Linked DNA regions of Gasterosteus aculeatus: region 2 is linked to region 1. Evidence: chromatin contacts called from public Hi-C data. All regions are on one chromosome and are shown on one strand. The core of a region is the stretch at or near the end of the contact, and the rest is flanking DNA. Distances in the headings are between cores, read along the strand shown.

Region 1 (6,281 bases), core at 1,236-3,735:
GACGGGGAGGTGTGGAAATAAGTATATAGGCAGAGGGACGATGATTGGAGAGATGCAGAGGGAAGACAACTGAGGGTCAAAGCCGAGCGCTGCGCATGCTGACTTTTTCCAATGGGATGCAAATCGTGGCCCTGCCTCTCCCCCTCTGAGGGCCCGGTGGGGCTTCAGGTCGGACGGCCCCCCCCTCCGATCGCTCCAATGCAGATTATCGTGACTTCATGTGCCGGATAGCTGGGCTGGAGATTAAATTGGACAACTTTGCATTCCGTCATCGCACAAACACGCACCTGTAAAAGCCCCCCCCCCCCCCCCCCCCCCGCCCCGGAACCCAGGCTTCTGGACTGCTCAGCTGCCTCACATCTTTCCGTTCCTCCCGTGGTTTGTCAGCTCATCAGTCGTATGTTCACTGTGAGTGTGAGCATGCGTAAGGACATCAAATAATTAATTCAGTTAATGGTATTAAAGCATGTGTCGGCATGGTCATGGTTTCTCCTTACTACAAAGCAACAACACACACACACACACACACATGCATACACCGATCTGTGACACTTGGTGATTATTGGCCGATTTGGGCTCCTAATCAGATTAAGGGTGACTGGAGAGTCGGGGATAATGCGGTCAATGGCTCCACTCTCTCTCACCCTCACACACACGCACACACACACACACACACATAAAAAAAGCAACAGATTGGAGTTCAGATCAGTGCAGATTTGAACGAGTCCACGGGACAACCACCTTTTAATTAGTGAGCCAAACAAGGAAATCACTTTCATCCTCGTTACCGAGGTGACTCGGGGGGAGGGGGGGTGCATCTCTCTGCCCATCTGTTTCTTTTTCGGGTCCCCGTTACATAGAAAGAAGTAAGCCCAGACGCCCCGTCTCCTCGCAGGGACACGTCTCTCCCTCGCGTCCTCCACCCGTCCCCCCTCCGGTGTGCATCCCTGTCGTCATTTCACTTAGGGCAAACACTTGAGCGTCAAACCGTCCGTCCTCACAGAGGGAGGCTCGGCGTTCCGTACGGCTGTGTGGAAATCTGATGAGCACGAACAAGAAGGCCGCCTGTCGAATTACAGAGCGCGGCCGAGGCTGCGAGCAGCGGTGGAGTTGTAAATGATTAAAGAAGGTAGCTGCATGTGAAAACTCATTGTATGTGTGCTTCTGTTTGACTTATGTATGCTTTATAGGGAGGGGCCGCGTGCAGGGGGGAGGGAGGGGGGTTATTGGAGAGTGTGACCTACCGTACAATGAAATGAGTGAAGATGGTGCCGGGATATCTATCCACCAGCCAATGTTTGGGGCTACAGTGTTCACTGTCCCCCCCCCCACCCCACAGCGGAAATGAAAAACATGTTTAACTGAGGGGACATTAACCTACAAGTGCTCGTCTGGATGGAGCGCACGTGAGACAGAAAAGGGGAAAAGGAAGAGACGCACAAACAAAAAGTGAGACAAAGGAATGGAGATGGATGGAGACGGAGAAACAACCAGGACATTCTGAGAAAACGGGGATGAGCCAGATTCAGTGTTTGATGATGTTTTTTCTTCTTTTTTTTAAGAGCTGTTGATTTACAAGGATTCAAATAATTCAAATTAAATGTAGGTGCTCGGTGGATCAATAAATCCAGTTCACGGGGAAACTTCCAAACAGTGGAATCCAAAATCTGGAAGAGTTTGTCTCAGCAGTTTAAAATGACACTGAATGCTGCTCGGGGACTTCTGGTAACAATGTTTCATACAATTCAGTGAACAGTGACAGGAGCCTTTGAGCTATGACGGGCTTTCTACATTTCAGCCGTGGTTTCCCCACTTAAAAAACAACAATGTTTATAGAGGAAACTCCTCCTGGCGTGCAGAACGAGGCAGCCGAATGAGAGACATTGATTTTAGCCACCGATAAACTCCCGAATGCCAGTAAACACAGTTTAAAGTCTCGTTCTTCACGTGGACAAGCGACGCCGGTGACTCGCAGCGGAGTGGGGGGGGGCACTAACGCGGCGAAATAAGGGGATTATCACGGCAATCTGCCGCGACCCACGTGCATCGCAACCTCTGTATTGCCGTGGCTGCGAGCGCACCGCTGCCCGACGGGGCGTAAAAAACCTCGGGAGCGTCTCCGAACACGGCGCGTCTTGGAGACGAGCGTTCCCACATCTACCGCACATCTAAGCACAATCCCGGGCTTTCATTTACCTTCCATCGCGGAGGATGCGGTGACCAGCACGCACAAAAGCGCAAACAAATCCACTGCCATGGCAGGAAAAGGGGTTTAGTGTCCACGGCGTGTCCCCAAAATGACCAAGGCGCACGGCGCGCGTCAAAAAGAATCCCTCAGTTGTCAGAGCGCTCCTCCAGCAGATAGCCCGCTGTTGTGAGTCACATTTCAAGCCGTAGTAAACAATGTGTGACAATCAGCGCCGAGGAAGAAGGGAGTGTAGTGGGGGGAGGAGGGTAGGGGGGGGGGCAGAGGGGTGCGCAGAGCAAGGGGGGGAGAGAAGGGGCGATGGAGAGGGAGGGGGGGGGGGGGTGAGAGGAGGAGGTGTGTGGGGGTGGGATGGTGAGGGGGGGAGGCATGGCAGGCCCCATTAGAGCGGTGGGGGCCAATCACCGGCGGGGAGCTGACACTCTCCAGCCAATCAGCGGGCCCCGCCGCTCCGCCCACCTCGCGTTTGTCAAAAGATCCAAACTTTTCCTTGACCTATTTGAAGCGGCGTCTGATTCACCGAAGGGAAATACCGCCACCCCTCGGGTGACTCCGCGTACTGCACACCGGGCGCGCGCGGGGTGGGGGGGGGCCCGGGTCCCGGTCCCACGGGGGATGATGTAAGCGCCTGCGTTCCAGGCCGGTGGCCCGTCAGCTTGTGGCTCCCACATAACCTCAGATACTTTTTCCCTGTTGGAAATGTGTGCTGCACATGAACATCCCCCTGACCCGAGACATGCGACAAAATGATATTTTGCTCTACATTCAGGAACAAAAAGGTCTGTTTGCCAACTCCCACACCCCACCTTTTAAACATCCTACATTTTAGCAAATGTCTGAAGTCGCCCATTCCGCAGCCCCCCCTTTCCCTCCCGTTACGCTCGCACGAGTGCAAACCTCATTTGCGCTGCGGATGTTCTTTAATAGCGTTATCGAGTCCAACTGCACATCCTAATGATATTAAACAGGCACATCAGCCCCCCCACACACACCTCCCCCTCCCTTTCACCCCTGGCGTGTGCACGTGTGCCTCAACAGATGGTCAACACAATGGACAATTCCCTCGGGGGGACACAGAGGCCCGAGGTCTGCCTCGGCAGTGGAAGTGGGCCGGCCCCGTGGCCCAGAAGCACGCACCTGTCTTGGGCTAGATACGTCTCCCCCAACGTCCCCCGAGCTGAAGAACCGGGATGGGGTTGTTAATCTACATCCTGAGTAGGCCTGGTTTTACCCGGGGCCACTGGATGGCCTCATGCTTCAGTTCTGTCTCTTCTCAGCACACTGGCCCAGATACATTTTTTACCTTCTCACGTACTTAATGAATGGGTTCAACAGTCTGGTGTTCCAATTATTATGTAGCTTCTAGAATGAAAGACTCTTATTGCATCGTTTGTGGATATTAAAAATGGCACAATTAGTACTTTAGTAAACCCCCCCCCCCTCCTCTTGCTGCTCCTTCGGGGGTTGAACTCCTAACCTTTTACAATGACATAAAAATCAAACACCTTATAAATCGAAAAGGGACTCGCGCTTAATAAATTGTTGTTTCCAACTGTGTCAAAATCCAGCAGGTGAACTGGAGCCGACACGGTGCTTTTGGGAGCACCAGGCAGCGGTTGCTAACATGGGAAAGCAGTTGATGAGCACATTTGTCATTTTTAATGGTGTCGGTGAGGAGTGGCGCGACAGTAAGACGCGGCACAGCACAGCGTGGCCCCCCCCCCACCCCGGGCGAGGGCCGCCGTGCCGGGCATACGAGCGCCACCTGGCCTTATTTTTCACCGCGCCGATGGTCACATAACCTACGACTCCACGGGAATGCTCGCGCTGCAGCACGCAGCAATCTGTCCCTGTTTGGCGTCCACAACCTGGGGCGGGTGGGGGAGGAAGGAAGAGCACGAGAGGGAGATATAGGAACAATAGCGCTGCCGCTGTAGCACATCCTCCCTCACAATGCTCACAATAACACAAACGTGCGCGCAGCCGCTCACCCACACAGCGCTCAGAAAATGATCTACACAAAGCCACACGAGCACCCGCCTACTTCAGCTACAAGAGCCTCGGCCCCCGAAATCAGCACCGAGCCCCGAAAACATTTGCAGAAAGCCTCCCATTCTCTCCGTGGCCTGATTTATTTTGGTGTGCTTAAGCCTGCGAGCGCAGCATCACAGTTCTGTCGGTGTCTGTCCTCCACTTCTCATGTTTCAGACCAAACAAAAAGGCGGTGTCGTCCTATGACTTCTGTTCGATTTAAACGTTTTTCCATTCCGTGAGTTGACCCCAAAGTTACAGGCCTTTCGAACCGCCAACATCAAACCGGTATCTTCCTCTGCATGACCACTGTGCCGCGACCTTTACGTTTCTCCAGCTTCCTGATTCCTGTTCGGCTGCTGGCAATTGTTCTGTTTTTTTGGGGGGGGGGGGGGTTAAAGTGGTGTCAGGCAGGAAATACAAAACATGTAGAACAGAGAGCACTGCACACAAGGAAAACCTTTGGGGACAACAAGGCGAGGCGTATTTCATGGAAACCGTACACCACACTGTGTGACATGTGCCGAAACCGAAACACAGGAAAGAAGAGGGGCGTCGCCCGCCGACAACGGGAGCAGACAAAGATTTGTCTGGCGATGAATATGAATGCATGAAAATGAAAGGCCTAAGTCAATATGGAGACAGTGCAGGGACCTATGTGACAGAGGAGCGCAGTGTATACCCCCCACCCCGGGGGGGGGCTGGACTGGTTATTAGGCTGGGCCGTGGCTCCATCCATCTTCAGGAGTCTGGGCGCTGGCCAATGACAATATGAGTGCGGTGCCGAGGGCTGAATACAGATGTGCTCCACACCAACGTTCCCCCAACACAGGGTCAGGAGTGAGTCCCAGCCACAGTCACATTTTCTGGGTCACGGCTCAAGAGAGGCGGCGGAAGGCGGGTCGGGTGCTGGGGACGCGCTGGGGTTGGTTAGGTTTGCTCAAAATGGTTTTCTTTCAAAGGCTGCGCCGGAAAAAGCACTTGCATTTGCCCGTTGTGCCGCGTTTGTATAAAGTACAACCCCAAAGTCAACGGAAAACCTGAACGCTGATTGAATGCCAGTTGCAAAACCTTTTGAAGGTAGAAAATACAAGTTCAGCTGGCAGTAGGTCAGACAGAGAGAAAGAGAGAGAGAGGCCAGGTGCTAAATACAGCGCTCTCATTAATCTGCCAATGATGCAGACTGATGGTTCCCGTCTGCCACTATCGGCGCACACCCATTGCACCACTCTGACCCAGAGCGGATAAGTGCACCAGTAGACGTACCAATTCCAAATATTCTATAAGCAGAGCTGGTTTGATACATAAGAGAAAGAGCCAGAATCACACTCCCGTTCTCGCATCAAGTATCGCATGTCTGATTAATAAGTCGTTAGCTGGCGTTCATTCCGTTCATTCTAAATGGAGGCTCTTTAGTTCCCATCAATCACAACAACACAATGAGGAGATTCTGCGTGGCATCGAATGAGCGAGAGCATCATTATCGCCTGCCCTCTCGTCAAGTGTGTTTGCGAGGATGAGAGCGAGAGAGAAACGTGAGAACCGCCGTGAGTTCGGGGCGCGCTCCTGTTTGTGTGTGTTTGCTCTTTTGCGAGTGTGCGTGCGGAGAGTGATCCCTCCCCCACCTCGGGCCGGCTATCGATATCTGAAAAGAAAAAGGCATGACACACGAAACATAAAAAAAAACATTCTCCAAAACATGCACGATAGTAGTTCACTGATTAGTGTTTGTTTTACCTGAAGGCCCCGGTGATTAGGATGTATTCATTTTGTGTGATTTAGAGATCGCTAATCGCTGAAGAGGTTAATGGGGTTCTCTCTGAGCATTTAAGAAAGGTTCCTATTAACCGCGTGGCCTCGGCCCCCACACCTTCTAAATTATGCACCGACCTCTTCCACCCCTTTTCAGAAGAGGTGCCCTGACATAAACGTTTGACACGTGCAAGACCATTATTTTTTTTGTATGCCTGAACATGTCGTCGTGGGCCAGATGAGTGGAGAGGCTCAAAAAGCAGTTTACCGGCTGGGGGAAAAAAAGCGACAT
Region 2 (6,236 bases), core at 1,974-4,473, 150 kb before region 1:
TATGCAAAATAAAACAATAAATTAAAATCAGATATTGGAGATGAGGGAGCAACTGTCTTATTAAAGAAACATATAAATGGCCAGGTGAATAATACAGCGGAGCATCAACAACTGCTTGGTAGTCACCATCACTGTCATCTCCAGTGTCGTTATGTAAATACTCATTTTAAATGCATGTTGAAAAGGAGGCATGAAGTGAAATACCACACCTGTCACCAAAGTATGTGCAATGATAGAGTTAAAAAACATCCTTGGTTGCCACTGTCCCCATTTGGGACACAGAATTGTGTCGACCAGATAATTAGACCATAAACCTTGAAAAAAACTAACTGATACAATAATGCCGCATATCCCTGGAAACATCTGAGACTGAACTACAAGGATATCGAAGCTGTTTGAACTCGAGCTCCAAACACAACTCAAGCAAGCCAGAACGCCCCAAAGAAACCGACTAGTCACCAACAGGCTTTATTAATGAAGTTGTTGTTTTAACAATACAGCCGTTCTCATTCATTCAACTCCACCGCCACCATCAGCATCCGCTCGCTCCCAATGACACCGTCAACATGTTTAGCAGGTATTATAAAACCATGTTCATCAGTATGTTGATGCAAAGATGTGCACAAAACCTGCTCAGACTAGTGAGAATGTAATTCGCTTAAAAGTATTTTGGTAATACGAAGTCAATTAAATGGAATTAAATTACAACCAAAACCACAAATGTGAAGCTCTTGGATGGAAAAGTGAGGCGATCGCCAAAGTCATCCATCTGGGTTTGTCCCGGACCGCGGATGTCCTTTCACTGAAAACCATCCAAAGAATGATGAGATATGTCTTATCTGGAAAAAAAGTGGTGGACCCACTCGTCGACCGACCGGCTAAATATCCCTTTTCATAAACTTATTTCATAAGCTCGTTGACGAGGAATAAAAAAACAAACAAACATAGCATGTTCCTTGACTTTGACAGATTTTGAGACGGGTGCTGCATTTGAAAGCTTTTAGTTTCTAACAAGGAAACGAATCAATCTGCAGAAAACACTACAGAGGAGTCACACCTCGTCCAATAACTATGTAGACCGAATAGCAGCCGAGAGATAATGACGCAGTAGGACAGACTGTCTTCTGCGGGTGCTGCTGTCTCCTGCACAACTTCAAAGCCTTGCTTTGAAGTCCCTGGGTGGAGATCTCTCCGTTCTCAGGCAGATATCTATCCTTCTCTTCGCTCCCTTTTGTTAGCTAATGTGCAGCGATGAAAACGGGGTTGAGACTGAGAGAATGTCAAGGGAAGATCAAAGCACGAGGGGCAGACGAGCCGCGCGGTTAACTGTTTTTGACTGAGTGCACAACGGGAGCGCTGCTCTCCTATTCTGTTGGCATCTACGATACGAATAGAAAACACACTTGTGTTCAACTTTTTACGCAACATTTAACAGCAAAAAATGCACTTGCAGTATAGAAACTACGTGTCGTAGAAATATACTATCTAGTGTCTTTTACTGTCTTTGCTTTAGCCTAACCTCTTTTTTTATTAGCTGCTACTGTGTTATTGTTTTGAATAGTAGCCATTCTGTGTCGTAGTGTTCAGTCAGTGCTCTGACGAAATGAACATTAGCCTACTTGAAGCCTCACGTGATGAGTTTTGTGTGAAATGAGTACCTGCGATTACTACATGATCTTTTGACATCCATGATAATGAGGGACTGTGACGGAAATCCTATTAAAAATCAGCTTTGATGTTACACATTAGTAGATACGTTTTCAAAGAAAGTACCAGCACCATCTTTCTGATGGTGACAGTCTCAGTCTTGCACTCCGGCCATACTCAAAATTGGCATGCCAAGTTCCCAAATGTTACAGCAGAATGTGTGGCAGACAATGATTTTACAAAAATGTGCTTGAACACTGGTTGTCCTTTAATACTGGATTTTCTTGTACCAATTGTCTGCTCTGTCGGAGCAGGTGGTGGCTGTACATACAGCAGTTATTTCAGCCTCAGGCCAAAGACTATTTCAATGTTGATGCGGGATGATTGCAAGGGGAAGCTGACCAACTGAAAGAAATATTAATATATACGTTACAGTCTCATGTTGAAAAGCAGCATGTTTTTGGATCATTTGCGATGTAGCTGTTTCAAACCATACACATAACCATAAATAACGCAGCTTCACTCGTTGTCTGACCATTTTCTATTAGACATGATATTCAACCAATAACGTTTATTGTAAAGAGGATGCTAAGGTGGCAATTTAAAGTCAGGTTTATTAAAGTGGCCCAGTGATGAATGCACACATTCATATGTTGCTCCATTTAGATTTAATGACTGCTTCCGCCCAATCCGGCACTTGTAACTGGGCACAGCGCCGATGCTCTACAATAATGCTCTACTAATGCACTGCTTTATGAAACGTCCTTCACAAAAAAGTTTGTGTGACTGGATGAGCAGAGCACATTAACAATTTGGCTCATAACTAGAGGTTGAATGCCTGAGAAATGAGTACGTAATATAAGAATAAAGAAGCTTTTCAATCTTCATTTAGAGGATGACTGACTGATTCAGGTGATAAAAGAGACATTAAGACTAGAGCGTGGAAATACTGGATTTGGGCTTGATGCATTGTAAATCGCCTCCAATTTTTTGTAATTTGCGATAATTCAAATCATCCCGAGCAATAAAGAACAACACTTTCCGTGTGTGTTTGGGTACGTCTGTCTTGAGGTCCTGGTCAGTCAGCTGCACTGCGTAGGACAACTGTGTGGAAACGTATTAAGAGCGCACAGGAAGAGAAGCCGAGCCGCTTGAATGACATTTAATAATACTCCGAATGCAAGATCTCATATGTAGAGTAAAAGTTTTCTTTAATTTTTTTTTTTTTTTTTTTCTATTCCTTCTTCACTCAGCCCTTCAGTCTATTATAACGTTGCACCAGTGGTGGCAGGTGGAAAACTTTCTTGGTAGGGGCTATCCAATCAATTTCAGGGAACATACCAGAACGGTTTTATGCAAATGTATCAAATATATTTATGTACATAAATATACATTAGAACAAGTAGCGCGATGCCCCATTGCCTTCTATTGGCCAGTCACCACTATGTAGTACTGGTTTCCTCAGTGAGTAGTGGGGGGCAAGAAATGGTAATCCACTTAACTCTCAGCACTTAACTCTCTGTGCAGCATTTTGTAAGACTTTGGTACAGTTATCAAGCTGTATGAGCCACTATAACCACAGGGGGTGCTATTGTATCATTTCACTGCACAGCCAGTGATCAGTCATGTTAAATATTTCCTCCTGATTTCATCCTTATAAATAAATACTTTTCTAAGATATGGTGCGTACATATAATGAAAAATATTAATTCATCATCATGTGAATAGTTAAATAGTAGAAAAACTGATGATGATGATCCTAAAAGATATACATAACATCTGTACTTCATGGGGGTAAACTCACAACACACACACAGACTCACATAGTTGTTTCTACGCCCCAACCGCCATTACTGGTGGCACAGACATGGTTTCAACCCGCTCACCATGGTTCTGTCCCACACACTCACCTTTTTTTAAAATATTATTGCCTCTCTTCTCAGAGATGCACTTCATCTGTGGCTTCTCTGCCTTCCTCTTATTTCCCTTCTTTTTTTCTTTCTTTGGTCCATATTGCATCTCGGTCTCTCGATCGCTTCCGTTTTCACTTGTGAATTGTTCCCCTGACAAATCCCCCTCCCCCCCCCCATGCCGCACCACTCTCTCCATCTGATGTCTCGGGCGGCATTCTCCATTTGTTCCTCTCTCCATCTGCGCAATTCATTGTCTGCTCTTATGAATGGGTGCTGATGAAGAGGCACACGCAGGTGAGGTTTTTTGTGTAGAAGGAAGTGTACGGGAGGTGGCCGGACTGATCTAGAGGGCCAGCTGCCAAAACATGAATCCCTTTCTGAATTTGAGCAATGGAGCGATTGGAAAAGTGCTCACCGCACACACACACACACACACACACACACACACACACAGTGTGTAGTTGTGGCCCCTTACAGTGTAAGAAGACAGAACGCTGAGCTTAGCTCGACACTGGTTTCCAGCATTTCTGTTGGTGGCTTACCTCTTTTCAAATGGATAGAGGCAGAGCAGTGAAAGCAGAAAATTAATCCAGCATAGCAAAGCAGCAGAAGCACGGGGAATAAATTGTGTTAGCTCACCGCCGCAGCGGACCCTCTCAACATCGTTTAATGCACTGTAGACCATAACAGTCCCTGTTCTTCAGGCAATTATTCAAATGGTGTGCAAATAAGGTTTTAAATTGTGCAACCTCATGCAGATGTTTTTTTGGGACGGATCTTTAGTCAGGGTGATTTAATCATGTAAATGAGGGATATAAACCCCCAATCTTAAAATTAATTTCATAATTTAAGCCTTATCGTAATTGCAATTTAAACAAGATTAAAATCATTCCCACTTCTTGCTTAAAAAGGAAGCTTGTTCTCTGTAAGTTGTGAAACATAAATGTTTGATGGAAGACTTTCGACCATCAAATACTAACATTACTGTAAGGGAAATACCAAATGGGTACAGAACATTCAAGCCCTGTTTTGTTTTCCAACTTAGAAAAATGTAAGAAATGAATGTGTTAAAAAGTGTTTAATAGAAGGGGAATGTTACAAAGCCACCAAAAGGCAATACGTTAATTGGGACAAATGTTTTATGAACATTATCAATAAATTAGGCTGTTAAGTAAATATATGGATGATAGATGGGCAAATAAAGTCGGATCTAGTCTTTGTCACCAATATTTGTAAAATTTGTAGGTAGAAGATGAAACATCTTCGTCTGTTAAGCCCATGATTGTCCAATCAGCCAACTGCCAAATTTCACTCACAACTTGGTTTTCTTCCCAGGTTTTGTTGTTACAACACATGACATTTTCAGTCCTAAACTGCCACTGATGATAGAAAAAGCACACCCGTAGGTGTCATTAGGTGTTTTCACGAGGCCAGAGTTAAAGTACATAATTGCAATGACTCACATGGCTGCTCTCAATGAGAGCTCAGGGTTTTTATTAGACGTTTTTGGGTCTCTGCCACCAAAGGATAGTGCATTGTTTAAAGAAGAAGTAATTTACATATAAATTGGGAATTGGAGGTAAGTGAGAAGGGTATAAATACACACGTGGAGGGATGCACTGATACTACAACGTTGCTGTTCTATGAGGGAGGCTGTCATTTGTGATCTTTTAGCATCTTTGCAGAAAGGTTTTGTTGGCTCAAATATCTCTCATGCATCTGTGTATGTAATGTATGTAATGTAATATACTTTTTAATCAACCTCACAGATTACACACTTCAAGATGTTGGATATAGACTCTAATCAGAATATATCTAAATCTAAAAAGTCAACATATCATTGGTTTGGCTTCTCAGGGGACAATCAACCTATTGTAAAGCTATAATGGATTTTGGGGATGCAAAATAATTGCAATGCTGCCTTGAGGTTGGAACTGTGCTTGTCGTTCCTCTTCTTCTTTTAAGTGTTTGTTTCCACATTGAAGGGACGAACCAAAAATATGACTTATTATGAACAACTGCCTTCCGGATTTAAAAATACAGTTTAGGGTGGTAGATGTTATAAATTACATTGACAGCCACTCGGGTAATATTATATATTACCCGATATATAGATATAGATATAGAGTATAGATAGATATAGAGTATATGGAATCATTCTTTTTTTTATTATTGAGAATGGGGTAACTACAGACTAAATAACCAGACTAATTACATTTCAACTCTTTTTGCCTCTGCAGGAGTCGCCTCATGCGGGTCTGTAGAGAGAATACAATGTTTAAGATGGTTCCGCATTGGTTCCATGAGGCAGAACTGGAGTTTGTCGCTCGGTGGGATGTTCAGCCATTAACCTGCTAAAAAGCATCATTGCTGTATAAGGGCCAAACAAAGGAAAGGTGCTTCCTTATTAGTGCCATATTAACAGAACATTGATTTCTCCTGAAATAAAAGGTCAGAACAAATGACTTGTGAGCCGCTAGCTCAGCTATCTATTATCCCTCAAACTACAATCTGAGAAAGTGCTCCTGCTGTGCGTCTCACGGTGCAGACAGCAGGAACGCTCGGAACCAACCTCTGAAATGCCAGTCCGTAATGTCACGGTATTGATAATATGTCTCCCAAGTACATTGTGTTTTGAGTTCTGCTGTAACATTGCCTGATAAGTTGATTTCTTTG

Evidence for each region. A called contact is a pair of places that touch in the nucleus more often than the background predicts.
Region 2: a contact with region 1 is called in a Hi-C map of skeletal muscle, with 2.9 times the contacts expected there. The contact joins the enhancer-like site here to the promoter of LOC120816070 in region 1. A contact is called at or near these places in 2 of 6 Hi-C or Micro-C datasets (liver and skeletal muscle).

The regions. Positions count from the first base shown.
Region 1 is chr3:2,562,752-2,569,032 of fGasAcu3.hap1.1, reverse strand. It overlaps LOC120816070 (ephrin type-B receptor 1-B), which reads right to left and starts at 2,485. Exons shown (of 17, transcript XR_013467058.1): 1 at 2,197-2,485.
Region 2 is chr3:2,712,843-2,719,078 of fGasAcu3.hap1.1, reverse strand. No RefSeq gene overlaps it. Among protein-coding and RNA genes, the nearest start is that of LOC120816499, 77 kb to the left of the region's middle. Within about 2 kb of position 3,223, at least 1 of the 9 cell types and tissues checked has open chromatin away from gene starts, as enhancers often do.